Linked DNA regions of Mus musculus: regions 2, 3 and 4 are each linked to region 1. A link is a contact called in public HiChIP or PLAC-seq and promoter capture Hi-C data. All regions are on one chromosome and are shown on one strand. The core of a region is the stretch at or near the end of the contact, and the rest is flanking DNA. Distances in the headings are between cores, read along the strand shown.

Region 1 (7,769 bases), core at 2,087-4,586:
GACCTATCTAGATGTCTCCTACTGAGCTGGAATCAACAGCACTGAGGAGGCATAGCAAGCAACAGGCCTGCTCCTCTCTTCCCACCCCGAGGCTGAGCTCTGGAGTTACATCTGTTACTGTTAGGCAATACTGCTCTGACCACCTCCCTGGGGCTACTTGGCCTCTCTGAAGGTTCTGCAGTAAGTAACAGAGACATCGATGAAACCAAGGATGTAATCCAAAGGGAAAGAGTATTCTAGGAAGCAGCAGCTGCTTCTGACACAGAAGTGGAGAGGAACTTCTAAGAGTCAGTTTCCCCAAAGGCCAAGGTATTGAGCAAGGGCTTGTGAGCAGAGGACACCCTCCTCAGGTCTTACCTGCACAATGTCCAGCACCATGCCAGCTGCCACAGTCCCAAAGCCTGCCAGTAGGAAGGGGAACAGCACTTGCAGTCCAATGGAAAAGGAGGTCTCCTTGAGCGGAGAGGGTGGCGCGGGGCCCCGGTCTGTGCTGACATCGTCACTCTCGTTACTCTGGCTCCCGTTCTCCAGTAGGGCGTCCTCCTCCCGAATTCCCTTGGCGTTAGCTCGGGACTCAATCACTACCACCTCCACCCCATCAGGCCCCAGGAACTCTGAGGTCCCAGCCAAGGGCTCTCGCCCAGGGCCATCCGAAGAACAGGGAGAAGGAGTAGGGCCAGTACCATTCGGCTGGTGGATGTCCTTTGGCTCTGGCTTAGAGGACATGACAGGCAGGGAGGAGAGGAGGGGAGAATTTATTTATTTTTCTTTCTCTCTTCGACTCTGACTTGGGAAAGAACTTAGTCTTGGGGTGAACCCAGGCTTGATTGCCGCAAGACCTCTTCCCACGGCTCTCCACTCCTACCGGGCACTGTAAAAACTGATCTACCAAAAGACAGCCCCATCAAGCAATGCAGCCTGGAGCTGGAAGGAAACAAAGTCCTCACCAGATGCAGCAGCTGCCTCTATGGGTAGTGGGTGCCTGCTCCCAGCAGCTCTGTGTTGTGCCAGGGGCAATCTTTGGTTCTCAGTGGCCAGCTCCTCAGAGCAGGAGCAGAAGAGCTCAACCTGAGTCTGGAGTGCCTGATGCTGCAGCCCTCTCTTGGGAAAAGCTGAATGAGTTCAGATCGTTGAGAACGAAGCCTCAATCTGAGGCCAGGGTTTCTTCTCACTCCTGCTGGGTGGCTTCAGCTTCTCACAGCACCGTGGCTGGGCTCAGCTGGTCCCAGTGTCTGCTATCTTTCCTCTCTCTCCCAGAGATGTCTTCCCTTCTTGAGAGGATCTTGTACTTTCTCAGTTGCCTGGTCCTTAAAGTCACAAGAATTGGTGTGGAACACCTTACGTTGGGAGGAAGGACAAAAAGAAGAGGGGGGGGGGGGAGAATGAATGTTGGTACATAGCAAAAACCAGTTCCTACTAGGATGATCTGCAGAGCATGTGGTGTTACAGGGGTGGCTATTAGCTGTTCTTTTCCTGCTAGAATTACACTGTCCTGCCCCACTTCATGTCGAGATGCAGTGAGTTCTATTCCCAGCAGATTCCCAGCCAGCAAACCACCACCCAAAAGGAGGATGCTTCATAGGAGACCTTGGCATTGCCTCCTGAGCAACCTGGGGTGGGCAGGGATGTGATTAGTTGTTTTCTCGGATCTTGATAAGAACTCAGTATTACTTAAGTATAGTCCCTTATCAGTAAAGTTACAGATTCAGATGCAAACTCCCTACGCATTCACTCTTCTTGAGTGACTTATTACAAGACAGCAACAGCAAGACAGGGCAAACAGAGAGGCTGGTCATTGAGGGGAGCATCCCTAGACCTCTAATTGTCCTAGCCCCCTGCTGGGATGGGAGAGGAAGCCAGGAGAACTCCCCAGGCAACCGGGGCAGGGCAAGCCGGCCAAGACCAAGGCCAAGAACCAGAGGCCTCCTTCTTACTCTTGCCCTTGAAAGTCGAGTGTTACAGAAACCACAGGCTAAACCCTGGTCCAGGCTGCATTTACACTTCTCTCTATGCTAGATCCTGTGAGCCTGTCAGATAGGACCCGGCAGTTAACTAGATTGAAGAGACAGAGGGTGAAGCTACTGTTTATTCCTACATTTTTGGTTGCCTGGCCTTCCCCCTTTCCTCTCGGGTTACTGACAGCCAGACATGGTGTAACTCTTAAAAACAAAAATATCATCGGTAAAAGGTGTAGAAAGAGGAAAGAAAAACAAAGTCAGGCAAATCCAAGTGTCACAAGCTAATATGCATTTACTCCCAAATCATGTCTGTCTTTGCCTGCCCTGCTTTTCTTAGCTTAAAGGAATCCCCACGAATTGCCACCAACTTGTTGCATTTCACCAGCATGGCTCTCAATAGTAAAAAAAAAAAAAAAAAAAAATCCAGAGGGTTTTGCAGGTATGATGAACAGGCTGTTAGTATTCCAAACACTCACAATTAGTCAACTCCAGTTTGGTTAAGGCAGAATCAAACTCTAGGGCCCAAGTTATGAGTCTTCCACTAACTCGGTCACCAGCCAAGCCACCTTAACACAGCACCGTTGTTTTCAAAGATCCTCACTAGTCAGCCAAGAGGAAACACTCAGTCTGAGTCCACCGCCCCCGAGCCAGCAAAGTTTCTGAGTTCCTTCGCTAAAACCTGACTGCCCCCTCCCTCCCGTCTTTCTGGCAGGCCACTTTGACCTGGAAGGGGGCTAGCAAGGGGAGCAGGCCAGTCTCTCAACTACATCAGCAGTAAAGCCACTACCGATGGGCCTCAGGCTCTAGGAAGCCGCGTCTCCTTTCCAAGCGGGGATGGACAAAAAAGCCCGGTTTAGGTATCCCCAACTACAGGGGTGGGGAGGAGGAGTGCCTAGTTGATTTCCGCCGACTCCCGGCAACTCAAGACTGCAAAAGCACTGCGTCCTGGAGTCCCCCGCCCTCGTCTCCCTCCCTCCCAGACCCAACAACACTGACCTGCGCCTTGCTGGGGAGAAAGGGCGCCTGGAGAGTGGTAGCAGGGGCCCGCGGAATTGGGGGATGTAGGGTACCCCCTCTTCTCATCACTCCTCCCCCTCAGCCGTCCTCCTCGAGCCCCCGCGTGTTCCCCGCTACACCCCCAGGCAAGGCGAGCGTCCAACCGCGACACCCGGCTCGCTACATTTCGCTTCTGCCTTCCTGTGAGGCCGCCGCTCCGATTCCACGAGGGGAGGTGGCCTGGTGGGGGGCGATCAGGATATTCCGCCTCGGGCTGGTGTGGACCGGACTGGGCCTGAGATGCCGAGCTCGCTCGTCCCCAATCGCCTCTTGCCCGCGGACTTGGACAAGAGTGTTTGGCTGTGGGTGGCAAACGTGATCTGGGGCAGAGCGGGTGGTAACCCCCCTCCATCAAGAATAGAGTCAGGATGGACAACTGCATCAGCCAATCAGAGCAGGAAAAGGGGCGGGCCCCGCCCAGGCCCCGCCCATTTCCCCGGCGTTTCTTGAGCTGGGGGCGGGGTGAGGGGGAAAACGCAGCAGAGTGACGGGAACTCAGAATTGGAGGGTGTTGTGGGCTCGCGGTGCTCAAGCGCGGGCGGGTGCTGCGCTCCTGAGTTCCCACGGCCTCTCAAGGCGAGCGTTCTGCTACGCATGTACTCCTGAATCTTGACTATCTCTAGTGAGCCTCTGGGCCTTCCAGAAGACCCGAAACCACCCCTTTGAGCCGGCCAGCTGGCGATCGCCCGGGCCGCAGCAGCCATCGCGTGTTCCTTCTCCACGCCCAGTCCCTACCTTCTTCCTGGGCACAGTTCCTATTCATCAGGCTCCTCATCTCTCCTTCCAGGTTCCTTGTTCCTCTGGGCGACTGACCGAACCTTAATCTGCCTTAATAAAGTTCCAGCCTTGATAGGGGTGGGGATGGGCAGACTGGAGGGAAAATTTGGTAGACTCATGGCTGGGGCTACACACACCAATGAGGTAAGGGCGGAGGGGAGCGGGGGTTTCCTTTGACCCAATCGTGGCCCCGTGGGAGAGAAGTCTCCATCCCGGGCGAAATGAACGCCAACTTTCCCTGACGCACCTTGTGGAATCAAAGTGTTTTCATCCTCGCTTTTGCCACTTCCTCCCTGGGGTGTCTTCACTTCATCAATCCAAAATCAGTACCAGTTAGTTCTCTTTGGGTTGTTTTTGTGAAGGGGATGTGACCTCCCTATAAAGGAACTCCCATTTCCAGCCTTTCCCCCTTCATCGGTAGAGTCTATAACCAGAGGTTCCTTTCCTGTCACCTTCTTCCCTAGAAATGTTCCTTGGGGCAACTGAGCATTTTTCTAGACCATAGAGCCTATGACCAGAGGTTCCTTTCCTGTCACTTTCTTCCCTAGAAAGGTTCCTTGGGGCAATTGAGCATTTCTCTAGACCGTTGAATAAGGATAGGATGTATATAGGAGAGAAAAAGAGTGCTGGCTACTGAGCACACATGCTCAACAGCAACTGGAGAGGGCCATTCCTTTGGACAATGATAACAAATGTAGCCACAAAAACCTGTCCCCACCTGCTAATCCAGCAACCCCGGGCTCAGCTCCGCTGCTAGGATATCAAAGGTCTATATTTTTTAAGGGCCCAGCAAATGTCACTGTAGTTGAACTCCAATTTTGGTTTCACAGCCAAGTCTATGTTTGGATATGGAAGTTACTCCTAGATTGGGCAACACTAGGTCTTCGCCAGAAGGACCAGTTTTTGTGCACAATGAGTATAGATTGAGAGGAAAACTAAGACTGATTATATGGCTGCCTGAGTGTTGGCAGTCTTAGCCCTTGGGAGACAGAAGCAGGAGACTCTACAAATATGAGGTCGTCTGGGTCTACCAAGAGACAGTGCCTCATAGTTAGAGTTATACAGTTGAGACTCTGCCTCAAGGCCAAAAACTTTCATCCAATAGCAACTTAAAAACAAAATCTTTGTCCTTCTCTTATTTCCACCCCCATACTCTTTATCTACTTGAAAAGTTTTTCTTTTTAGTCGAAGTAAACTGAACATATGGGAAAGTGCGTAAAACCTAGAGTATGGACCACCAAATTATGGTACAGGGAACAGGCTGATGAAACCACCACCAAAAGGAAGAATTCAGTCATTACTGCCACCCCAGAAGCTCCCTTGGTCACTCTCTCACCCTCTTCCCTAGGGTGGCCTCTGTCTGACACTGTTCATTTTGTCTGTGAGCGCTTGGACTTTCTATAACAGAACCTCTCAGGAGGCACTACTATTCTGTGCTTAGTTTCTCTTACTCATACATCACACATGGTACCATTTGTTTTTTGTTTGTTTGTTTTGTTTTTCTTTTCCAGAGATGAGGACCGAACCCAGGGCCTTGCGCTTGCTAGGCAAGCGCTCTACCACTGAGCTAAATCCCCAACCCCAGTACCATTTGTTAATTCACCTTCATTGCAGCGTGATGTCACTAAGCGAGCACAGGGCAATTTGCATCCGTTGATGCAGATTTCAGTTGTTTCCAGGTATTGTTATTTTATGAATCTGCCATGGCATCTTTTTGTTTTTGAAACATAGTCTCTCTGTGTAGCCCTGGCTGACCTAGAATTCACTCTGCAGACCAGGCTGCCTCAAACTCCCAGAGATCTGCGTACCTCTGCTTCCATCTCTGCCTCTGCCTTCAAACATCGGGATTAAAAGCATGTGCCACCCAGCCTGAATTGGCACATTGGAACAGGGCTAGATCATAGGGCAGGCAAATGCTTAGCTTTAGGAAACACTACTAAACAATTTTCTGACGTGCTTTTTCTAATTTATATTCTTGCTAGAAATGCCTTATTGTTTCATAGCCTTATCAACACTGGTATCACCAATCTGAAAAGATTAAAGTTGTAGTCATTCAATTCTAGCACCTAAGAGCAGGCAGAGACAGGTTCATCTTTATGGGTTCAAGGCCAGGCTGGTCTACATAATAAGTTCCAGGCCCGTCAAGGCTACCATGATGAAACTCTGACTCATTTAAAAAAAAAAAAAAGAGTAGCGATTCTAGTGGGTATATAATGGTATTTCCTGTGGCTTAAATTTGTATTGCCCTGATAGCTAATGAGATTAAGCACCTTTCCTCCACATTTCTTTGCCATTTGGATCGTTTTTAAGTATTATCAACTTTCTACCTGGCTTTTTGACTTTTTTTTTAGGAGTTCATATATTTTGGATATGAGTCCTTCATTAGCTTTAGGTATTACAAATATTTCTTTAAGTCTGTGAGCGCAGAAGACATTCTTCTGGGATATCCTGAAGGGCCAGGATCACTGGGTCAGGATTATGGCCTTCATGTTTTAACCACTTCTGTACCTCTGGCACCTGGCACACAGTAAGCGCTCAGAAAATACGGCGAACGTCTGTTGGGAGATAGTCAGATCAGTAACTGGCCTTGATAGTATGATGGGTAATAGAGAGGAGACTGGCCTAGACACTGTGGCCGATGTTATGCTGATTCGTAGAGTTAGACAGCAAGAGAGCCCGGGGGAAGCACGCTTCCTTCCAGTCCAGCCACCTGTAACCTTGAGAAGAGGAAGACTCTTATCCTTTCTGTACCCAGAGAGCAGCTGCAGTCTATGAACTGAGAAACACAGATGTGGGGAGCAAAGGTCACAGATGAAAAGACAGGAATTAGCAGCAGGTAGCAAGCCAGCCAGATACTCCAGGCAAGACTCAGCCATGAGCGTCAGGAAGTGTCAGGAAGCCATAAATGTGGGTCTCTGAGCATTTTCATGACCCCTTTGTAAGACTTGGACTTCCATGTGCCCAAGGGGCTCACATGTTCCTCATCTGGCCTTACAGATGTGTCTACTGCTGAGCCAGTGAAACGGCTCAGTGAGAAAAGGCACTTGCTGATATAGTTCAACCCCTTAGGACCCATGGAAAGGTGGAAGGAAAGAACTGATTTTACAGAGTTGACCTCTGACCTCTATGTGCGTACCTGCTGCCCACATACTACTAATAATGAAAAATTAAGTTATGAAGTCTTTTTAAAATTAAAGTGTTATTTTTATTTAGCATTATGTGTGTATGTGTGCTGGTCTGTGGATGTGTGTGTGTGTGTGTGTGTGTGTGTGTGTGTATTCACATGCAGGTTGGAAGAAAACTGGGGCTGGAGTTACAGGTAGTTGTCAGCTGACGTGGGTGGTAGGGAAGGCTTCTTGGGTAAGCCTTTTCCAGTCTTGCTTGACACTTGTCTTAATTCACAGTTCATTTGCTATTGTATCCCATGGTTCTCCAAACTCTACGGCCTTCCTTCAGGTACAGCGGCTGACCACTAAGAGCTCCTTTAAGATCAACTTTGGGAGCTGTCTTGATGCATCCTAAAATTCCAGAGTCCCATAGATTTGGAGTCCCTCACCAGCATGCCACAGTCACAAGACTAGCCCAGCATGGCTGGAAATTTTCCTGACTTTTGTTTTTCTGAGTGTGTGTACCCCCTCCCATTTTTCCCCTTGCTGTAACCCCTCCCTACTGCCATCCTCCCAGAGGTCACTTCTTTCCTGCCGCCTGGAGCTGAGGTGATATCATCCCCTTCCGGCTTCATTCAGCTTGAAGAGGATGTAGGGATGTGGGTGGTACGGAGAAGTACTGCCATCTGTTCTCAGAGCAAGGTGTCACCTTGCCTTGGCTTCTCTCTAACTGAACTCTCAGTTCCCAAAGCTTCTTTGACACCCACTCGGGGATTTCTTCAAGCAGAATTGTTCAAGGTATTTCACATCATTCAGTTGAGCGAAGCTGGGCAAATAACAGTGGGCACAATCATCCAGTGATTTATAACAG
Region 2 (7,769 bases), core at 3,091-5,590, 250 kb before region 1:
GTCTTGCTTTGGTCCACTTTGGTCCAATATTTCCTCACTATGACATTTTGGAATGATAATGTATATTCTGTAATGTTGGAAGTATGTGATCTGCTTTTTAATTTTGATTTTATAAGGGATTGCAGCTAAGTGATTAGATGACCACCAAAAGAGACTTTGAACTTTTAACACTGTTGAGACTGTTATAGACAATTGGACTTTTGAAGTTGGACTAAATGTCTTGGCATTATGCTATGGCTAGGTATAGGCCTCATATATCAATAGACTCATTTGTTTGAACAAGCCTATGGGCGGCCAGGGAACGGAATGTAGTGGTTTGAATATGCTTGGCCCAGGGAGTAGCACTGTTAGCAGGTGTGGCCTTCTTGGAGTAGAGGTAGCCTTACTGGAGAAAATGTGTCACTGTAGGGGTGGACTTTGAGACCCTTTTCCTAGCTGCCTATGAGACAGTCTGTTCCTGGCTTCCTTACAATGAAGATGTAGAACTTTTGGCTCCTCCAGCGCCATGTCTGCCTGTACACTACCATGCTTCCTGCCATGATGATAATGGACTGGACCTCTGAAAGTGTAAGCCAGCCCCAATTAAATGTCCCTTATCAGAGTTGCCCTGGTCATGGTGTCTCTTTACAGCCATGGAAACCGTAAGAAAGACAAGGACCAAAGGCAGAGAGAGCAGAGAATGGTATGCTCTGTTCTTTATTTCCTCTCAATTTGGATGAGTAGCAGTTACATCCCCCAGGACTGTAAGGTACCACCCTCACTCCACAGCAACTGGAAGGAACCTGCTGCATGGCTGAACTAGAATCTAGGACACACAGATTATAGATACAAGAAGGTATCTGTAATATGTGTGTCCTGTGAGTTTTAACTGTCAATTTCACAACCTTGAATCACCTGGCAAGGTCCTTAGTGAGGCATTATCTAGATCAGTTGGCCTGTATGCACGTCTTCAGAAAACGGTCTTGATTGTTAATTGATATGGGAAGGCCCAGCCCATTGTGAGTGGCACTATTTCCTAGGCAGGGGTTCCTGAACAGCAAGAGAGGAGAAGACAGCTAAGAGCAAGCAAGCCAGCAGCATTCATAGCTCTAGTTCTCTCTGTTCATGACCGTCAGGGTGCAAATTAGGTTCCTCCTGCTTTGACTTCCCCACATTCAAGGACTTAGAAGCCAATTACACTCCTTCTTGTCTAAGTTGCTTTTTCTCAGAGTATAGTATCACAGTAACAGAAATGAAACTGGAGCAGGTCATTGCTCAGCCCAAGAATGTATCAAAAACTAAATCCTAAGTAGCTGTCAAAGAGACTGGTATTGTTATGATGTGTTTCCTGAAGGTTCATGTATTAAAGGCAGTGTTCAGAGGTGGGGCTTGGGGAAGTGGTTGGATCTCGAGGGCTCTGCCTTTATCAAGGTATTAATCAGTTGATGGACTCAAGATTGAACAGACAGTTGCAAGTGTTGGAAATGTGGAAAATGGCTCACTTCCTGCTCCGATGAGGGGAGCAGCTTCGCTCCTCACAACCTTCAGCCACGATGCTCAGCCACACCAGAGGCTTAGAGCACCAGATCCAGCTGACCACAGGCAGACAGAGATAGACAGACATACAGACAGACAGACACATCCAAATCATGAGCCAGCTGATCACAAAGACCTCCCAAACCGTGAACCAAGAAAAACACTTTCTCTTTGAGATTGTTCTCTTAAATGTTTATCACAGCAACAAAACTACAACTGACACAGATGGTCTAATTTAAAAACTAAGCAAAAATCCCAGCATGGCACTGCACACTGTAATCTGAGTACTTGGATGAGACAGGAGGCTCATGAGTTCAAAGCCACCCAGGGCTACAATGCAAAACCCTGGTTTTTTAATTGGTTTGTTTAAAAAAAATAAACAAAAGTAATTTCTATAAAAATACCAATGATAGTCTTCATATATATGAAAAAAGAAACTCCAAAAATTCATATAACACCACAAAGCCCCCCACCCCCCGATGCTAAACCAGTCCTTAGCAAAGAAAATAAAGGGGAGGGAATCACAAGCCTGGTTTCAAATCATACAACCAAGGACATACCTTTAATAGGAGCATTTAGAAGCTGAAATAGGAGGATGGTTAGTTTGAGGCTATAAAGCAAGACCCTCTTTCAAACACCAAACATCACAAAACAAATTACAAGACTGTAAAACCCAAACAATGTGACCTTGACATAAAAACAGATCTTTCAGTGGGGTGTGGGAGCTCCCACACTCTTATAATCCTGGCCCTTGGGAGGCAGAGACAAGAGGCTTGCCACAAATTCAAGGTGTCTATGGATTACATAGTAGTAAATTCCAGGCTGGCTGGCCAGTGCTACAAAGATAAATGAGACAATGTATCTCAAAATAAAGAAATAAGTTTTTAAAGGTCATGCACAAAAAGAGACAAAGGCACTCCATGGTTTTATACGTAATTGGAGAGCAAAACTGTGCCCCCAGGGCTAGTGGTGACATTCAGTGGTGATGTAGGTCACCTAGGATGGATCCCTAGCAATACAAAAACAAAAGTTAATGTAAAACTACAGAGCAGGACCAGCAAGATGGCTCATGTGGTAAGGACATTGGTGCCCTGGACTTATGTGCTGGAGGGAAATTTGAATGTGATGTAGTATATAATACTTGTAATAGAATTAAACAAGCTCAGAGATAGTATTTAGAGAATAGATTGTTAGCATCTATCAAAAAAAATTTTTTTTTAAAAAATGAACAGAATAGAGAGCTTATAGTCCCTCATGAGGAAAAGCTAGTACCGGAGCTCAACACAGGAGAGTGGAGGTGGGACCTGAAGCAGAGCCATGCAGAACACTGCTTTTGGCTTTCTCAGCCTGCTTGGCTGGCTTGGACCAAGCTGGTCTCAAACTCACCTCTAGATGCCTGCTGCTGCCTCCTAAATGCTGGGATAAAGATATGTATACCTGTGCACAGCCTTCAGCTTGCTTTTGCATCCGACCCAGGACCACCTGCCCAGGGGTGGCATCACCCATAGACTGTCCCCTCGCACAACCTTCATCAGTTAAGAAAATGTCTCGTAGACTTGCCTGCAGACCAGTCTGGTGGAGGGATTTTCTCAGCTGAGGTTCCCTCTTCCCAGATGATCTTAGCTTGTGACAAATAGACCAAAAAAAAAAAAAAATACGGAACACAGTATGTGTGTATTGAAATATCACAGCATATGGCATGGATGTGACAGTTGTGCAGAAGTTGAAGTTGTTCACATGCAGAGATAAAGTCCTTCAGAAGTCATTCAGGAGCACCTCCTAAGAGATAATAAGCATAGAAGGCACTGAGCCATACAGAACACAAGGCAGATGAACATGAAAAGCCCTGAGATACCACTGTTCCCCAATAGGATAGTTAACATTAACATGACCCTAAAGGACAAATGTTGAGAAGGCTGTGGGAACATTAGTAAACCAGGACAATCTTCCCACTAGCACAGCCACTGTGAAAAGGCATGGTGGCATCTGCATAGCATTCTGACCTAGCAACTCCATTTCTGGGCATAGAGTCAAAAAAAATGAGAGCCACCACCCACCAAAAGACAAAACATGGGTGTTCAGAAGAACCTATTTGTTGTGGATTCTATTTGAAAATAGTCTGAATATCTATCAAACTGGGGGCAGGGAACCTCACTCTGAAGACCAGGCTGGCCTTGAACTCTCAGAGATCAGCTCTACATGGTGCGTCCACAGAAGAAGCTATTCCTTGGCAATGAAAAGGAACCAGACACAGACACTCTCTCACAGACATCATTGAACAGGTGTTCTGGTGCTTTTTGGGTGGTCTCTAGAAATATCCTAGACCTTGATCTGATCAGAGGTCACAGGGATGTGTCCACATGTCAAAATTCACAATGTTGGGCTTTTTTTTTTTTTTAATACTTACACATTAAAATGTATGCAAGTTTAACTTCCTTTAAAAAGTAAATAAGCTTAAGTGTGTAACTCTGTGGAAGAGAGCTTGCCAAGTACATACAAGACCCTGGGATCACTGGGTGATGGTCGCACACACCTTTAATCTCAGCACGTAGGAGTCAGAGGCAGGTGGATCTCTGTAAGTTCAGGGCCAGCCTAGTATACAGAATGATTTCCAGGACATCCAGGGCTACACAGAGAAATCCTATCTTGAAAAACAAAACAAAAAACAAGAACAAGTTTTTAGAACAGAATAAGCTTGCTTGTCAGGTGTCTTAGTTAGGGTTTTACTGCTGTGAACAGACACCAAGACAACTCTTATAAAGGACAACATTTAATTGTGGCTGGCTTACAGTTTCAGAGGTTCAGTCCATTATCATCAAGGTGGGAGCACAGCAGCATCCAGGCAGGCATGGAGCAGGAGGAGCTGAGAGTTCTACATCTTGTTCAGAAGGCAGCAAGGAGAAGACTGATTTCCAGGCAGCGAGGAGGAGGGTCTCTCAAAGCCCATCCCCTCTAACAAGGCTGCACCTCCTAATAGTGCCACTCCCTGGGCCAAGCATCTTCAAATCACCACATCAGAATTTCCAGAATAAAGGTAGGAATGGTGATATATGCCTATAATCCCACGACTCTGGAGGCTGAAGCAGGAGGATCTTGAGTTTGAGGCAGTTCTGGGCTACACTACAAAATCTCATCTCAAAAACAAATGAACAAAACCAAAGCCCAGGGGTGGAGATGTCGCTCAGTTGGTCAGTACTGGCCTAGTATGCATGAAACCCTGAATTCCATTCCCAGCACCTTATAACCCCACACACCTATAACCCCAAAACTGGGATCCAGGCCTCTTGCTCAAACAAACAAGCCAAACAAAATAACCATGACAAAACCACCTACACACTAGACTTTCCAGAATAAAAGAGACCATTGTTAGGAGCCCTGAGAGCATCATTTTAGAAGTCACTGGCCATCAGAGCACCCCTCAGAGGTTAGGTGATACAGGACTCTACGGTAAATGAACGGCTGCAGGGTGTGAGAGCTGCCTGAGAATCAGAATCTCTGGTGTTTTCAAAGAGCAATGGGTACTGTTGAGAAGTCTATGGGAGGCAAACTTCCTCCTCATAGCTGCAAACCACTGACTATAAACCCCAGCCACCCCCCAAGCCTCTGAAGGCTGCTTAGACACTGCCACTGAGTCTCATCTTGTTTCTCTCCCAGCAAGACTTAGCATCTACATTTCTAGCAAGTTCTTCAGACATATTTTCGCTGCTAGGCCTCGCTTGTGTTTTGCCAAGCCAGGAGGGCTGTTTGTGTATGGTTGAATTCACGGGGGATTGCTGGAGATTGCTGGGGATGTAGTAGGGCAGAGTGCTAGCCTAGCACACACAAAGCCTTAGGTTCAGTCCTCAGCATTGTTTACACCAAGTTTGGTGGCGCATGCCTGCAACTCTAGTGTTCAGGAGGTGGAAGCCAGAAGGTCAGAAGTTCAAAGTCATTCTCTGTTACCTGTTGGGGAGAAGTGGGAGGGGGAGATAAACACAAACTAGAAGGACTGGCTTCTCACATCCCATCCGAGAAAGGATTTCTGTTCCCTAATGAATGAATATATATATATATTTTTTCTTCATCCCCTCCCCCCCAAAACGAATTTATGGGGACTGGCGCCTATGCTGCCTTCTGTTGACATTTTCTCTCTGTAGGAGTCACAACTCTCGCCATTTTAGGACACTGGGTCTCCATTCCTGCAGATGAGACCCCTCTGGCCACAATCCTGGACACATTCAGGCTGTGACTGCAGGGCTTGGGGTGGAATTCTGCTTTCCAATGGGAGATCACATGGGACAATGTCAGAAGTCCTTTGGACTCTCCAAGCTGGGCTGGCTGCTGCTGGTTTTCACACTGGCACATACTAAGCACCAGTGAAACGCCAGGTCCCGTACAAAGGCTCTCCAGGGTGGTTTCCTTTTCTCTAAGGTAGTTTCCCACTCATCTCTCCTCTTCCCACCCCTCCTGTCCTCCTTGGCACCCGTGGTGACTACACCCTCCCCTTTGCAGGCAGGCTGGGCACGTGGACCTCACGTGGATGTTTTGTAACAGAGGCTCTCTGCGCACGCACCTGTGCAAAGGACCTGCCTCTGCTCTATTCGAGCTCATGTGTGGGAAGGTGGCCCAGCTATCAAGGTAATGCTCTTGGCAAACAAGCTATTTCACCTGCCCTGTGCCAACCCCAACCACCCCTCCCCCCCACAGCCTACCAAAGCTCCACACTGCTGCCACAAGGGCAGTGACGTGGCCGTGGCGATGGCTGTACTGAAGGCGGTGGAGGGGTGACATCATGCTTCAGGTTGCCCACAGGAATGGCAGAGTGTTCTGACTGACCTTGAACTGCAGACTTCTTAGTGCTGTTCCAGGCAGACCTGAGACTCTGCAGGGCTTCGGAGTTGCTTAGGTGATCCCGCCAAGCATAATGGCAGGCCCAAGCCCAGTGACAACCCCCTAAGCTGGGGGCATCAGTTGGTTTCTCCTAGTATATTATTTTACCTTGGAGGTTTTCAATTCTAACCAGATCAAGCTGGACAGTGTGGATTTACACACTAAGGAATCTGGAAGCAATGAGGGGCATAAAGGAGAGTGACAAGGGTGTGGTCAGTTTTCCCCCTCCCACTGACCTCTCCCACCCCTGTGTAAAGGACTGCAGGTTGAAGAAAAACGTTCGGTTATGCTCAGAATTTCAGTATGGTGAAGAACTGGGAGATCCAGGCACTCAGCAAGAACCAAACTCCATGTCCTTGTCCTTGAAGAGCATCAGTGAACAAGAATGATGATAGACCACCAGCCCTGGATAGTCAGGATAGTCAGAGGAGCTTCGGAATCGGTGGCTATTGGAAAAGAACAGGCTAAGCTCCAAGCTAGAACCCCTTCATTCCTGTGTAATATTTTCTCCCAGGTTTTTTACATTTTGGGGAGAGGAATGCCCCAAATACCTCCTTAGAACTTGTAAGAGATGGGAGAGGGTGGCAACTCTCTTCCAATTTTTAAGAAGAAAATCATAGGTGAGGTCTTTAATGAGACCTTTGATGAGACTACAGATGAAACCCGAGACCTTACCCACTTTAGGCACTGCTCTATCAATGAGCTACACCCACTAGTCTTAAGAATGGACATTTAAATACACAACAGAACTGGTGCAGTGGTTTAGCAGGTAAAGGTGCTTGCTGACAAGTCTGAAGACCCGGGTTCTATCCCTGTAGCCCACATGGCAGAAGAAGAAAATTGATCCTTGTTAGTTGTCCCCTGACTTTCGCACATGCACAGCGGCATGTGGCATCCTTCCCCCCTAATCAATTAATATGTTTAAACATACGACATAATGAAAATGTGCAAGTGCTTCTAATCCTCATACTTGAGATGCTGATACAGAACAATTGCTATGAGTTCCATAGCCTCTGAGTCTATCAAAAGAAACCCAGACCTGTCTTAAACAAAACGAGAAAAAGAAGGAAACCCAGAACAGCCTCTGTTCCTAGAGAACTAGTTTTAGTTGAGAGATAAGGTATAGAAATATAAAACCAAAGTTGTAAAGAAGTTGTGCAAATAGCAGCTCCTGGGTGTTTATACAGTTCTCACGGTCCTGTGCACAGGCGCGGCATCCTGGGAAGGGAGGCAGAGAGTCGGGCCAGGAAACTAGAACTTGGGTTACTGCCCTGGAGCCCAAGAACTCAGGGGACAGTTCTGAAGGCTGGAAGCTGCTTGCTCCCTGTGGAGGCCACCGGCAGCAGCAGGACCAGCCCTGGATGAGAGTAGACTCAGAAGATGTG
Region 3 (7,769 bases), core at 2,846-5,345, 190 kb after region 1:
ACTGATATGAGGCCCCCAACACACATACAGCAGAGGACTGCCAGGTGTGGCCTCAGTCAGAGAAGATGCACCTAACCCTCAAGACACTTGAGACCCAGGGACCCCAGGGAGTGGAGAGGTCTGGTGAGGTTGGGGTGTGGGGACATCCCCTTGGAGATGGGGGAAGAGGAATGGGAAGAGGAACAGTTGAAGGGCAGACCAGGAGGAAGATAATTACTGAACTGTTAAAAAAAAAAAAGACTAAAGAGTAAAAAAACAAAAACAAACAAACAAACAAACAAAACCAGATAGTGTTACTTCCAATATGGTGTGTGTGTGTCTGATACTGATTTTTTTGAACTGTAGAAGGGCTAGTCATATGACTAAATGAGTTTTCTTTTTCTAGTACTTTCTATCTTGGAGAAGTTGATAGCAATGTCAAGAGGTTGACATTTGTTCAGCATGGACAATACATATTCTGCTTTTATCAAATAGGTAAAAAAAAAAAAGATTTTTTTCCCTAAGTTTCTCAACCTTGGTGTTTTGGAAGACATTCTGTACATCAGCACTTAGGTTCTGCTTATGGTAACGTTTACAGAGTAGAGGTAAGTCTCGCGGGGAAAACACATGCCTAGCATGCACACCGAAGGCCCTGGTTCAATCCCTAATACCGAACGAAACGAAACAAAAGAAACGAAACGAAACGTAATGAAACAAAACAAAACAAAACTCCAACTAACAAAAGCCAAAACACAAAAGCCGTGATGTTTAAGTTGTCATAGATTCGTACTTAAATATTACAGCAAATTAAAGCAGAGAAACCGGGAGGGTATGGGGGACTTTTGGGATAGCACTGGAAATGTAAATGAAGAACATACCTAATAAAATAAATAAATAAAGCAGAGAAACCCTATTTATTAAGTATACATTTTCAACGGTAGCTTTGGCTTGTGTTTAAGAATCTATATACTTATTAATGTTGACGCTTCCTAGAAGGATGTCCCCATGCCACTGATGACTTTAAAGTCACAATGGTTTCAAGTAGATCCTCTGTCCTTCTATCTCCAATTTTTTATTTGACTACTCTGTTTTCAAGGCTTAGCTCAAGTCCGGCAGACATGATAGAATTCACTAACGTCCCCACAGCTTTTTGATATATTATTTTGTGCAGCCTCAGAATCTTTGGGAAACTTATGTCAAAATCTCTTATGACTGCTACACTTGTTTTCAGCTGTGTGTCCCTGTTCTATCAAATGCTATAGCCTAGGTTTGGTTCTTTTTGTTGATAATCTAGTAAAAATTTGTATAATCATCCTCCAGATATATATTTTTACTATGGAAAAAATTGTGTTTTTTAAAATTTATATAGCTAAGGTAATGAATTGTTCCATCGGCATAGGAGACAAACCACAGTGGTATTTAGCATTTCTTATAGTATTAAAGGTGATTTTGGTCAATAAATTTGGTGTATGCAATTGATTTTTTTTTTTTAGTCCAGAATGTATGGGTTATTTAGTGTTTGTATTTGTTTTCTGGACTAATATTCTATTATAATGCTATGGATTTTCTATAATATTCATAAATGAAGAAAATTCCCATTGAAATGTTTGTGGTCTTCTTCCTCTCCTCCTCCTCCTCCTCCTCCTCTCCCTCCTCCCAGTTCTCCTCTTCCTCATCCTCTCTCTTTTTCTTTTTGGTGTCCTTGGGGATGTACAGCTCTGATACAGCGCTCTACTACAAAGCGACATTCTCAACCTTACTTAACTCATTTTGAGACAGGGCCTCTGCAAGTTGCTCAAATGGACCTTCAACTCCTTCTATAACCTGGGCCTTCCTTGGCCTTCACAGCTGCAACTACAGGTTTGTACCAGCAAGCCTGACTCCAGACTTTCTGAGATACTCTTTGGGATGACAGATGTTGTCTTGTCCACAAGAGATTTGTGTTTGTGTGGATAACAGTAGCAGGCCAATTTTCCTTATCAGATAGAATCTGGTTATTAGGAAATAGATATTTCAAAGTCACATTTAAAATTTTAAACTGTTGATGTTTTATTTCAGTTTCTTGTTTACTGGGAAAAAAGTGCTAAATTCTCTTTACCTTTGACTCTTTCTAGTTTTCAGCTGATTGATTTTCCATTGTTGTTGTCAAGGAGATGGTAAAAGCTTAGACCTCTTTGAAAACTCATAATGTAAGAAACAGTTTCTACGTGATTTGTTACCAAACTGTCTGAAAAAATTAATTGCTTATTCTATTTCCCAGACTTTTAACCTGTATTATTCATAGAGCAAAGACTTCTTCCTTGAGGGAACTTCACCAAGGGCACTCGCAGGACGGGTATTTCCACAAAGTGGCCGAGGACAGTCTAGCTTTTGTTGAAAGTCTCAGTGATTGTTGAGAATGAGACCCACAAGTGAATTCACTTTCTGCTCCTGTTTCTAGGACATACCCATGTCAGCAGCTACCAGATTCAATACTTTCTTTGCACAGTCTATCTTGTTCCCTTCATTTAGTCAATAATTCAAATAGTTTTATTTCACTTCTTTCCCCAGACAGATTTTTCATTTTCTGTTTTGAGTCTAACATTTTTTCCTTATGTTTCTTGAAAGAAACAACATAAATCTTATATATATATATATATATATATATATATATAGAGTATATAATGTAAAAATATATTATATATAAATAAATAGAATATATTGTATATTATATACAATGTATATACTAGTGCACATATAATATATAATGTATAATATGTGTATATAATATATAATTAAGATATTATATATAATTAATGTACATATATAAGAGTTTATATTAGAATTTATTTTTAATTTTAAAATGATTTTGTTTTTATGTGCATTGGTGTCTTGCCTGCATGTGTGTCTGTGTACCATGCATGTGCCTGGTATTCAGGGAGGCTAGAAGAGGGTCTTGGGTCCCCTGGAACTTGAGTTACAGATGGTTTGAGCTGCCATATATGTGCTGGGAATTCAACTCAAGTTCTCTAGAAGAGCAGCCAGTGTTCACCATGGAGCCCTCCTTCCAGTTCCCTCTCGAGTTTATAACAGAAATGAGTAATATGCTATGAAATTTTTGCCAGTAGGTTTTTTTGTTTTGTTTTGTTTTGTTTTGTTTTTAAGAGAGTGCCTCACTGTGTTCTGACGAGCCTGGAACTCGATATGTAGACCAGGGTGGTCTTGAACTCACAGAGATCCACCTGCCTCTGCCTCCCAAGTGCTGGAATCAAAGGTGTGTAGCTCCACACCTGGATCAGCAGTTATCTTTGTCCTGAAGAAATTTCCTTTAGCAACGCATTATTAACAGCTATAATGCAATTAGCAGCTCATGTACAGTACACTCTAATTTAGAAATAACATGCAGATGTAGAACATTATATAAACATTAATGACAGTAAGTCATGCCATAATAAAAGTCTTACACACACACACACACACACACACACAGAGAGAGAGAGAGAGAGAGAGAGAGAGAGAGAGAGAGTTAAATCAGGAACTGAAAGGCACCGTTCAGACAATATGACTTCTATTGCAAAACCTCCGATTTCATCAGTACACAAATAGTAGTAGGGATTTTAAAACCATCTAAATAAAGAGTGGAGGGCAGCTTGACCTACCTAGTGAGACCATGTCTCAAAAAATCAACCAAGCAAATAAAACAAAAACTTCAAAGTCCTACGCAAAGCTCCCCGTAGGAAAATCAATCTTACAAACCAAGCAAATGGCAGCCTTCTTAGGAGGTGCTCACTTTTACCTGTGAGGAAATTATCATAATAAATGGATTTTTGTTAACTAAAGCATGAGATTGTCATTTCCCAGAAAAATTTGTAACAAGATTATAAACCACTTACCTTTGAAGTTACCGGATATAACCCAAAATGTCAAGAATTTCGTTTTCTTGTAGTAAGTGGATGGGTTGGGCTCCGAAGCTGAGCTCTGTGTGGAAACCCCGTTTTGTTGTTTGCTAACTCCGACTTTAAGCAACTCTTATCTCTTGGCCACCTCAGCTGCAAATGGAGATAACCACGCCTGATCTTTCTAACCGCTTCTGGAGTCACACAGGGCATCTGCAGTTCTGAGGAACAAATGAAGTTGTGAGACGGGCATACAGTTTTTTGGCACTTACAGGAAGTGTGCCTGCTCTTTCAAATAAACAGGAAACAGACTTTAAAGTCAAGTAAAGGAAGGTAGGCATGGTGGTGCATGTCTCTAATTCCCCTGTGTGAGAGGTGGATACAGACATATCAGGAATTTGGGGCCAGCCTCAGCTACATACTGACTCGAGGCTAGCCTGTGGTACATGAGACCTTGTCTCCATAAAAATAAAATAAATAAAGGATGTGCAGAGGCAGTAGAGGACATTATTTCCATAAACACAAGATTGTTTTTTGTTGAGCCAGCTGTGGCCAGGTGCCAAGGTCACAGTGGAGACCACAATGCTCACAGCCAGATGTTCTTCGAACTCCAAATATCAAAGCAACCATTGACTGTTTGTAAATGAGCTACCACATGAATTGAACATGTCAAAGCCTTCTTTAAGACAACTTCAGTCAATAAATGGGCTCCATAATCAACTTCAAGAGACACAGGAGATTTATTTGGAGAAATGAAATTTTGCGGGTAACAACCAGAAAGATGTTCTTGGTTTTTTTTTTTAAAAGATTTATTTATTTATTATATGTAAGTACACTGTAGCTGTCTTCAGACACACCAGAAGAGGGCGTCAAATCTCATTACGGATGGTTGTGAGCCACCATGTGGTTGCTGGGATTTGAACTCAGGACCTTTGGAAGAGCAGTCAGTGCTCTTATCCACCGAGCCATCTCGCCAGCCGGTTTTGTTTTGTTTTGTTTTGTTTTGTTTTGTTATTGTTGTTGTTGTTGTTTTCCAAGACAGGGCTTCTCTGTATAGCCCTGGCTGTCCTGAAACTCACTTTGTAGACCAGGCTGGCCTCAAACTCAGAAATCTGCCTGCCTCTGCCTCCCAAGTGCTGGGATTAAAGGCGTGTGCCACCACTGCCTGGCCAGAAAGATGTTCAAGCTTCAGAAGTGGTGAAGTGTTTCATCACACGGAGCTGAGAAGGCATGCCCAAGTACCTCTGCTCTGCTCCAAATCCTCTAGGAGCACCTCTGCAGCCACCCTGAGGAAAGAAAGGTGACAGCACCCCAGTGACAGCATCCCAGGTGACAGTCCTGCCCTTCACTCACTCACAGGGCATTTACTGAGGACCCGTTACATCCCAGGCACTGACTAGGTACTGGGGACATAAGTCAGACTGGACAAGATCTCAGGCCACACAGGACTTTTGAAATCTGCTTTGTGAATTGTCCTGGTCACACTGTGTCTACTCAGGTTCTGCCCCCTCCCCACCTTTATTTTATTTTATTTTATTTTATTTTATTTTAATTTTTTATCCTGGGTGACATGATGAGGCCCATTTCTTACCAGTGATTTCAGATGCTCACTGAAGGAGAAAGGACTCTATGGCCTGTTAGCATGCCTGTGTGCCTAGAACCCTCTTACCTGGAACAGGCCAAGGTAACAAAGGCAAGTGCCTCCTCTTGTCATCACAGTTGGAAACAACTGTTCCAGTCTTTGGAAGACAGGAGGAGGAGGATTATGAGTTCAAGGCCAGTCTGGAGAGAAGAGATGGCTTGTAGCTCCTCTCTGATCCAATAGTGCTTCCTTTACAGTGTTTGATTTCTTACTCTGGAACAAACAGCCAAGGTACATATTTTACCAAAGCAGACCTGGCCCCCAGGTTCTCCCAGCATTCCTCAAATCCTACCTGGCATACCCTATCCCCAACCTTAAACTTTCTAGCCCAGGGGCTAGAAAGCCTCAGAGTCTCTTTGCTATATGATCCAGACATTTTTCTTTTTTTTTATTGGATATTTTATTTACATTTCAAATGTTATCCCCTTTCCCTATCCCCCCCAGAAGCCCCCTATCCCATTCTCTCCTCCTGCTTCTATGAGAGTGTACCTCCACCCACCTATCCACTCCTGCCTCCCTGCCCTCACATTCCCCTACACTGGGACATTGAGCCTTCACCAAGGGCCTTTTCTCCCATTGATGCCTGAAAAGGCCATCCTCTGTTACACATAAGGCTGGAGCCGTGGGTCCCTCTATGTATATGCCTTGGTTGGTGGTTTAGACCCTGGGACCTCTGGTTGGTTGCGTTTCCTTGATGACTAAGAATGTTGAACATTTCCTTAGGTGATTCTTGACCATTAGAGTTTCCTCAGTTGAGAGTTCCTTGTTTAGCTCTGTACCCCATTTTTAATAGGGTTATTTGATTGTCTGGAGTCTAACTTCTTGAGTTCTTTGTATATATTGGATGTTAGCCCTCTATTGGATATAGGATTGGTAAAGATCTTTTCCCAATCTGTTGGTTGCCATTTTGTCCTATTGACAGTGTCCTTTGCCTTACAGAAGCTTTGCAATTTTATGAGGTCCCACTTGCCAATTCTTGATCTTAGAGCATAAGCCATTGGTGTTCTGTTCAGGAACTTTTCCCTGTGCCCATGTTTTCGAGGCTCTTTTCTCTTCTGTTAGTTTCAGTGTTTTTTTTTTTTTTTTTTTTTTTTGTGGAGGTCCTTGATCAACTTGGACTTGAGCTTTGTACAAGGAGATAAGAATGGATCGTTTTGTATTCTTCTATATGCTAACCAACAGTTGAACCAGCATCATTTGTTGAAAATGCTGTCTTTTTTCCACTGGATTGTTTTAACTCCTTTGTCAACGATCAAGTGACCATAGGTGTGTGGGTTCATTTCTGGGTCTTCAATTTTATTCCATTGATCTTCCTGCCAGTCTCTGTACCAACACCATTCAGTTTTTATCACTATTACTCTGTGGTACAGCTTGAGGTCAGGGATGGTGATTCTCCCCAAGAGTTCTTTTATTGTTGAGAATAGTTTTTGCTATCCTGGGTTTTTTGTTATTCCAAATGAATTTGCAAATTGCTCTTTCCAACTCTCTGAAGAATTGAGTTGGAATTTTGATGTGAATTGCATTGAGTCTGTAGATTGCTTTCAGCAAGATGGCCATTTTTACTATATTAATTCTGCCAATCCATGATCATGGGAGATCTTTCCATCTTCTGAGATCTTTGATTTCTTTTTTCAGAGACTTGAAGTCTTGTCATACAGATCTTTCACTTGCTTGGTCACACCAAGGTATTTTACATCATTTGTGACTATTGTGAAGGATGTCATTTCCCTAACTTCTTTCTCAGCCTGCTTATCCTTTGAGTATAGGAAGGCTACTGATTTGAGTTAATTTTATATTCAGCCACTTTGACATTTTGCTTTCTTTTTCTTCTTCCCCACTCCTCCTCTCTGCACTTGGCTTTCTCTCTCTTAACTCTCCCCTTTCTCTCCCTTCCCATGGTGACTTCCCTGGCCTCCTTCCTTGGAACCAGTGAACTAGCTCACCCAAAAGACCCAAAAGCAGCTTCCCATTAAACTTGCGAATATATATGTATGTGTGTGTGTGTGTGTGTGTGTGTATATATATATATATGTGTGTGTGTGTGTGTGTGTAATAGAATATATTATATAAAATAATATATATTAATCTGGATTGAATTGGCTCATCTTACAGGCACAGAAATAACTTATCATACAGCACATCCTTTTAGCACTAACTTTTAATCTTTTGCCATATCTTATAAGGCCAATGGAGTTGTGCACACCCCCCCCCCCAGCAGACTGCAGAAGGAGTGGGTATAGGACAGCTGTTGGTATCAATGGCCACTTCCTCTT
Region 4 (7,769 bases), core at 3,773-6,272, 170 kb after region 1:
AAGTACCACAAGCTACAATCTACAGAGCCCAGAAGAGGCAAGGCTGGAGGCAAAGGATGGAAGGAACAGAGCAAGGACCACCAGGGAGGAAACTGAGGATAGCCCAGGAAACTTGGGTCCATCCTTCTCTCATTATCCTGATCCTCACGATGTCATCAGGGACCTGGAGGTGTGGCAAACCAAGTTCTTTGCCCAGAGGAATAGCTAGTAAAATGCCCAGCTGGGCACACAGTAGGGGTCTTTCTTTTTGGAACACATATCATACTTATCTCTTTCCTCTTGAAGAAAGCTCTGCATACTGGGTCATTTAGAAGCCTGCTTTACAGAGTAGATAGAGACTGGGGGACTGTCTGAATCCTCCAAGCAAACAAATCCATGCCTGATCATAATGCCACCAATGCAGCACTGGCCCCTGCTGAAGGCCCCAGCCTTCCTCCCTACACCCAGTGTCCTCAGGCTTCAATTTGAGAAATCTTACATCCAGGTAGTTGATGAGGGGTTCATTGACACTCGAATACACATTACAGGACTCGCTGAGTCGGGTCATGTCCAAGTTATGAGACCTCCAGAATTCTGAGAGCTGTCCTTGGGCCCGTAGTTTCTTCCGAAGGGACTGATGTCTTCTGAGGGGCACTCTGGAGAAAGATCAGGAAATAAAGGGGCATTTATAAATAAAGGCTCCCATTGCCTCTATACCTGTTCAGAGCCTGACTACAGCAAGACCCAGGAGGGAACCTTCAAGACCAGAAGCAGCAATGGCTTTGTCTTGCAGACTCAGAATTTGGGTAGAAATGGCTTTCCCTCCTGGGCACTGGCCTTTTGAGATTTTCTAGGGAATGGGAGGTCAGACACAGTCTATAGTCTGATCATAAAGGGCTGACTTAAAGGGATGGAAGGACCCTGTGGATAGCAGTGCTCAGGCCCCCTTGGGAAAGTATTTGAAGGCTTGGAGTCACAAATCACATCTATGGAGCACACCTTTGAACAACAGAGGGGGAGTCCCTTGAGCTGAGGCAGGCACCTACACTGGAAGGAGAGGCCTGGGGAATCTTCTCTAGGGATTCCTGAGAGATCCCGGTTTCTTCTTTTCATTTCCTCATTAGCTTTCCTCCCCCGGGGCAGCCCTGGGTTGGGGTTGGGGGATGCCTCAATTGAACTTAGTGCTGGAGACAGGGCCTTACCTGTGCAGAGCACCTTGGGCCTGAGCCAGATCCAGGAGCAGCAGCAGCAGCAGCACAAGGAGGGGCTTCATTGTGGTCCAAGGGGTAGCTTCTCTCTCACTCTGCTCCGATCTCCCTTCCACCCTTCTCTCCTCTTGATCACAGGGCAGGGGCACTGGCTCTTCCTGGTGCCCAGACCTGCCCTGCCCAGTCTGAGGACCCAATGATAAGGTCTGGAGTCAATAGCCATGCCCAGAGTAAACACTATGTGTAATAGGACGTCCCTTGTCTGCCCCTGGGTCCCTTTCTTATGCTTGGGGAGCTAAGGGCAAAACCTCTGTGTGTGTGTGTGTGTGTGTGTGTGTGTGTGTGTGTGTGTGTGTGTATACACTCTCTGAAAATGAGGGTGTTGAGGTCTCAGCTTCTTTCAAGTTCTTTGGGCATGCAACATTGACTGTAAGAAACCCCATGTTTATTGTCTAGGTGTGCAAAAGTGAATGAGGGTCCCACCTTGTTGAACTGCTACTATGAATGTTCAGTTGAAGACTCGAGAAGGGCAGAAGCCAAAATGATATAAGTGTAGCATGATTGTGGCTCAAAACATTAGCCAGGCTTTTGTTCTCATATTTCATATTCTCCCTGCATTCCTCCAGAGGCTCTCAAAGCAACTTGTCTTACTCAGAGCAAACCAGTGCTTGCTCACCACAGGTCCTGGAGTGGGACAGTCTGGCTATTGATTTGCGGGGCAAGCTTTCCTGATTCTGGAAACCTGACGGATCTGGCTCTGGGGTTTGTATGGAAGGGAGTGAGGAGGCAAGGGAGGAGCCGAGACTGGAGCAAGTCTGTGTTGGTGTACCAGGGCTGCCATAACAATGTACCACAAGTCAGTGGCTTAAGCAGCATCTACTGTCTCATGATCCTAGAGGTTGGAAAGTCAAGTTTTCTTACCATCAACCCCACCCTGTGATTTTCCTTCTTCAACTTTCCTGACTTAAGAGAGGTAGGGGTGACAGGACGGAAAACCTTCTTGCCCCATCTTCTTAGTCAATGGCTTCTGAGCTGGGATGGGAACACCAGTCCCCCCAGGGAGCTCTGGTAATAAAATAATGGGGTGCCTGGGTTAGGGTTATCGCTGTCTGTGCCAGTTAGTGTTATGGCAAAGTGCCTGCACCTTGCCTTTTATCTCTGATGCCAGAGAAGCCAAAATTGGGTCTGAAGCCAGGCCGAACCTGTTGTGAGATCCAAATTATTGAAGAAACACCCAAAAAAGGAGGGAAATGCAAAACTGACTTTCCTTGTCCCCAAAGCCACCACACCTCTCTAGCATTTACGTTTCCTGGGAGCCCATCCTCTGACTGCCCACAAGGGTGAGGGGCCTGTCTGCTCCCTGAAGAACAGCACGCTGGAGGGGGGCTCGTCACTTGTCCAGAACCAAGCTCTGTCATGGTTGCTCACAGTTGCCTGACCAGACACCTCAGCAACAGCATCTGGGTTTTTAGGAAGGTTAAGTGCAAAAAACAAGGAATGTGGACACACTGAAAACACTTTAACACATCCCATGGTCAGGATACGGTCACTGAGAAAACCTTGGGCTGGAAGAGTGCCTCCAGGTCCTCAAGACCAATCCACTTGCACAGCAGATGGGAACATGGTCAGCGAGAGCTCAAGTGATCTCCAATGGCACAGGTCATTAGGGCTGGGCTAGGGTGACCCAGGCTTCTTAACTGCTAGTCCAGGGCTCTTTCTGCATACATCACTGAGCTATTGATGCCAGCATACCTAAGCCTCTCCTTCTCCATCTCTGACCTTGCCCCATCTGTTTATTAAATGTGTAGGGTTAGGTTAGACCATGTTTAAATGAGACCTGGGCAACTATGAGTTACTTGACCCTGAGGAGGAAGACTCAGTCTGCCTGTCTGTTAATAGGGTCTGCTGAGCTTGGGAAAGTCTGAGAAAGATTGATAGCAGGCCTGTAGGGACTTTTATCAGAGCTGATGGGCTCTGTCCTTTCTGGAAACACCAGGAACCTCACCTAACCTGGCTCACTGGATCCTCCCAGACTGAAACGGAAAACTACTGTGGACCATTGTTAAGGATGGTGCGAGCCATTTCTGGATCAAAAGCCCCTAAGCATTTGAGGGTCTATGTGTGTGTGAGACCTCTGGGAAAAATCATAGAGAACATTAGAAATTGGCACATGGGGCAAAGGACACAATGTAGGCAGCCATCCAGTCTCAGCACGTGCAAAGGAGCCTCGACAAGAGGGCTCTCCAGGAATGGCTGGCTGCATGCAGAGGTTTGACAGTTCCCAGAATGTGGGGAAGCTGTTGGTGGTGACACGTGACATTACCTAATTAGCTTCTCTTTTTATAGTTTCAGATTGACAAGGATAAAATAATGACAGGGGCAGCTGCACAGTGCTATATGGGAGTCAGCTGGTCTGGTGTGGGATACATGCTGGCTCCTTATGGCAGGGAGCTACACTCCAGGAGCCCCTGTCTCCATCTCTGGCAATAGCATCAGCTCAAAATGACCCTGACAAGGAGTTAAGAAAATGTCCTAACCTCTTTCTGCTCAGAGCCGAGGGATAAAGGAAAATCCACTGTGCAGTAGGTGGCAAGGCATAGAGAGACTGGCCCAGGATGCTTGGATCCACCTAGTTTTGCCCTAACTGACCACCTGGCCATAAAGCAATTTCTTTCAGAACTTCATGTCCTCATGTCTAAAATGAAGAGGTTAAATTGAATAATGAGAACAAGAGACAGTGGGGAGGGCGTAGCTGTGTCTCAGATGCTATGTTAAAGGACTTAGAAGTATTTCTTCAGACCTCACGCCAATCCTTCGAGGATATTTAAAGCCGTTTCACACGTGAGGAAATGGAGACCCAGGATGGCTCCCGTGCCAGTGCTGTAACCCCATTCCAAACCCAGGTTGGCCTAACTTTAAAGCTGATGTTCCTAACCATGGCACTGTACTAAAGGATCCAGAGTAGGGGTTCTTAACCCCTTTAGGAGCCATACATCTGCATATCAGATATTTACGTTGTAATTCATAACACCATGATTTCTAACAGCAGGAAAATTACAATTATGAAATGATAATGAAAAAGAATTTTATGGTTGGGGGTCACCACAACACAAGAAACTATATTAAGGGGTCCCAACATTAGGGAGGTTGAGAACCACTCTTCTAGAGGGTCTTATGTTCTAGAACCCCTTTCTGAAAGAGGGAGATAGAGAAGCTAAAGAAAGAGGGAGAGATTAATTTCTGCCATGGCAGATGTTTTGCAAGGTTGGAAGAATAAAAGGTATGTACAGGGCCTGGTGTGGTAACAAATGTTCTCATTCACGTTCATAAAGATGTGCTTGTTCTTTGAGACATGGTCTCACTGCATACCCAAGGTACCCAGTATGTGTCTCCTCATTATGTGTTTTTAAAACTATTCTTTGTCTTGCCTTCAATAAAATGCTCAGGAAGACTCACTACTGTATTTCTTGTAGGTGCAAAAATTACATCTGCAAACCTCTCTGAATTATGAAAAAAGCAAAACTACTCCTTCATCTGTCTAATGCAGAAACAGAGAACTTGGCAGGAAACACATTTTTTGCACAGCTTTGTTTTCTTTGTTTTTTTTTCCCAAGACGCCCATTCTCGTGCAACTGGAAATCAGAAGACTCTGACCTCCCCAGCATCTCCCCATGTCACGAACTCAGTCAATTTGAGTTATTACTACAACCACCACCAGTTGTATTCTGGGACATTGGTTTTTAGACCAGAAATTGAGCAGCGTCGCCAGTAGAGGGCGCAGGCACCATGGAGGTTTCCTGCCCGATGCTTCCGCGACCTGCCAGCACGCGCATGCGTGCCATCCTTCTTGCACAGTGACTTACAGGCTTGAATGTAGACAAAGCAGCGTTTGAGTCCTACCAAACGGCTTGTGATTTTTTTTTTTTTTTTGAGTTTCAGATTCTTCAGTTATAAAAGAGGAAGTGTGTGCAGGACATGGTGGAGCACCCCTGTGGATCTGCTGCAAGTATGAGGGCAGTCTGGTTTACATAGCAAGCTGCAGGCCAGCCAGAGTTACACAGTGAGATGCTATCTGAGTCAGGGAGGGAGGGCCATCTACAGGAGAAAATCACATTCAAAAGAGCGATTAAGATTATGTCTGTTTCAAGATGCTGAGACAGGCATCTGATTAGATTCAACAAACTCCCCTGTGGAAAAGCCTCCAAATGGAGGTCTTGGCAGACATCGGTTATTTATTTACAGGCTGGGGTGCATAATCTCGCTTATCTAATTTCAGAAAAAGGATCACTGAGGCCCCTCTATTTTTCAGTAGGCACAATTCAGGTGTAGGTATCTCAGCGTTGTCTAACTAACCTTAAACATCAAGGTAACCATAGGCTTATGTATTTAAATGTCTGGTCCCCAGCTGGCAGATTTTTTAGGGAGGATTAAGTGTGGCTTTGTTGAAGGAGGTGTGTCACTGGGGGGTGGGAGTGGGCTTTGAGTTTTCACTTCAAAGTCAAATCAGTGAGGTGCAATAAGGCAAGTTGTGCCCTCTGAGTGAACTTTTGGGAAAAAAATTATTTACCTTCTTATGTTTATGCATAGTTGGGCATACATATGATTAACATTAGATGCATTATGGGAAGAGACACGCATAGTGAGCAAAGGCTTTATGTAATTGAAGCTGTCAATCAAAATTATCTGACATACCCCTTAGTAAACAGAGTCCTCTTCCTTCATCCCGTAAAGGAAGTACTCACTTGTTCACCTAGATAGCTTACGGTCATTCTTTTTAAAATTCATGTATTTATTTATTTATTTATTCATTTATTCATTTATTTATTAGTGTGTGTGTGTGTGTGTGTGTGTGTGTGTATGTGTGTACGTGTGTCTGTGTGTTTGTGTGTGATGTCCATATATGCCTTAGCTTGCTTGTAGACGTCTGGCTTGAGGAAGTTGGATTTTTCCTTCCACTATGTGGGTAGCAAGGATCAAACTCAAGTCATCAATAAGGCTTGGCAGCAAGCACCTTTAAGCGCTGAGCCATCTTGCCAGCCCCTGTAATTCCAGTACCTGGGGGCAGGTATCTTTAATAGATCATCTGGGCTACCAGGTGTGCCTGTGCAATGTTGTTAAGATAAATATATCTCCAAGGCATTGTTTGCTCTACTTTTTCAAATGAAGAAACTGATGTTCAGAAAACTCCAGTAGCCATACCACTAGAGGGTCCAAACGCAAACATGTGGCTCCGTTTTGCATTTGAGTCTGCACTGCCTCTCCCGCTATTGGTACATCTGCTATGCCTGCATCTGGATTGGGAAGAAGAACCTAAAGTGTCGAAGAGTTTGAGACGGTGGGGAAGCAGCTAGTTGGGGTCTGAGAGCACTGGCTCACCTTCTAGTCCTGCACCATCCCTAGCTTACTAAGCCTGGGACAAATAACTTCCCACCTCTGGAGACAAAAAAAAACCTTTACAATTTGTGGTCGTACTGTTGAGTGGGGAATCACATTTGGTCCCTAATTCTTTACCACTAGAATTAGAGAAAGTTTTTCTCAATAAGAATATGTTAAACAATAACAAAAAACGATGTGGTAGGGTATATGAGGTAGCCAAATAGGTGAAAGTTATTGCTGCTTAGCCCGAGGACCTGAGTTCAGTTCCCAGGTCCTACATAGCGCAAAGAGGGAACTGATTCCCTCAAATTACCCTCTGACCTCCACACAAGCACTGTGGCATGGGTGTGTACTACCCCTTCTCCCAATAAATAAATTTTATAAACAGCAGCAACCTGGTGTTGTGAGCTGGTAGTCCAGCTATTTGAGGAGCTGAGACAGGAATATAGAAAGATCAAGGCCTGCTGGTTACTTAATCGGACCCTGTATCCAAATGAAAAATGGAAAGGTGGGGTTGGGACTACAGTTCAGTGGTTGGGTACTTACCAAGCATGCCCAAGGCCCCAGGTTCGATCCCTAGCACCAAAAAATGAAAATCAGGTACCCAAACCTGAAAACCTGCTGTTTCTTCATGTCCCTAATGTTGTAGAATGTGTTTGGCACTACATTCTGGGTAGCATGATTCGTGTTACATGGTGGGCAGAAAACCTCAAGTTCATTAGGGGCTTCTGATAGCTGCTTACTCAGGAGGCGGCTTCCAGATGGATTCTTGCTGGAATGCCCTTAAAAGCTGTGATCTGGGTTTTGACAACTGACAAGTAGAACAACTCGAGAGCCCTGCTATCTGCTGAGAAGCCTGGCACAGGGTCGGCCTGCTTACTGAACCTGCCAGGTAGCTGCTTCATTAAAGTGGCATCCAAGTGGGTGGCCCTTGGGGCCCCTCTTCATGGCTTTGATGGCCTGTTCCCTCTTTAGAGTACACCAAGTTCAGCAGGGTGTTTTACAGCTGCAGCAGACTCAAAGGCTGAGCCCTTACACCTGTTCCCCATTGCGGACCACACCCATGTTTCTTTACGTATCTGCTGGTGGCTACTAAGAAGGGCCATAGGGATAAAATTTCCAAATGTGTTACAATTTCTTGTTCCAGATCTCTGGAGGGTAAATTTAAATATCCCAAAGTCATTATTTCTTCTCAATGAGTTTTAT

What was found. HiChIP or PLAC-seq counts read pairs in DNA pulled down with a chosen protein or histone mark. Capture Hi-C pulls out chosen DNA fragments and counts their contacts.
Region 2: a FOXA1 HiChIP or PLAC-seq map of pancreatic cancer cells shows a contact between it and region 1. The contact joins the promoter of 4833413N01Rik here to the promoter of Slc41a1 in region 1. A contact is called at or near these places in 5 of 39 promoter capture datasets (the 3T3-L1 cell line, liver and pre-B cells) and 1 of 115 datasets of contacts at active chromatin or transcription factors (pancreatic cancer cells).
Region 3: a contact with region 1 is called in a promoter capture Hi-C map of adipose tissue. The contact joins the promoter of Ctse here to the promoter of Slc41a1 in region 1. A contact is called at or near these places in 2 of 39 promoter capture datasets (the HPC-7 cell line and macrophages), 1 of 484 Hi-C or Micro-C datasets (bone marrow-derived macrophages), 4 of 115 datasets of contacts at active chromatin or transcription factors (the 230-238 cell line, embryonic stem cells, large pre-B cells and 1 more) and 3 of 9 other capture datasets (adipose tissue, liver and pancreatic islet).
Region 4: an HNF4G HiChIP or PLAC-seq map of pancreatic cancer cells shows a contact between it and region 1. The contact joins the enhancer-like site here to the promoter of Slc41a1 in region 1. A contact is called at or near these places in 1 of 484 Hi-C or Micro-C datasets (nephron progenitors), 1 of 115 datasets of contacts at active chromatin or transcription factors (pancreatic cancer cells) and 2 of 9 other capture datasets (adipose tissue and liver).

Annotation. Positions count from the first base shown.
Region 1 is chr1:131,823,579-131,831,347 of GRCm38.p6, reverse strand. It overlaps Slc41a1 (solute carrier family 41, member 1), which reads right to left and starts at 3,336. Exons shown (of 11, transcript NM_173865.3): 1 at 2,955-3,336; 2 at 358-1,337. The coding sequence starts at 726.
Region 2 is chr1:132,074,098-132,081,866 of GRCm38.p6, reverse strand. It overlaps 4833413N01Rik (a long non-coding RNA gene), which reads right to left and starts at 4,340. Exons shown (of 2, transcript XR_878526.3): 1 at 4,305-4,340; 2 at 1,691-3,294.
Region 3 is chr1:131,634,640-131,642,408 of GRCm38.p6, reverse strand. It overlaps Ctse (cathepsin E), which reads right to left and starts at 4,095. Exons shown (of 10, transcript NM_007799.3): 1 at 3,852-4,095.
Region 4 is chr1:131,655,479-131,663,247 of GRCm38.p6, reverse strand. Ctse (cathepsin E) reads right to left here. Exons shown (of 10, transcript NM_007799.3): 2 at 1,182-1,372; 3 at 479-635. The coding sequence starts at 1,252. Among named protein-coding and RNA genes, the nearest start is that of Ctse, 21 kb to the right of the region's middle. Within about 2 kb of position 5,022, at least 181 of the 459 cell types and tissues checked have an H3K27ac peak or open chromatin away from gene starts, as enhancers often do. A contact at or near this core is called in adipose tissue and pancreatic cancer cells, where this site is marked.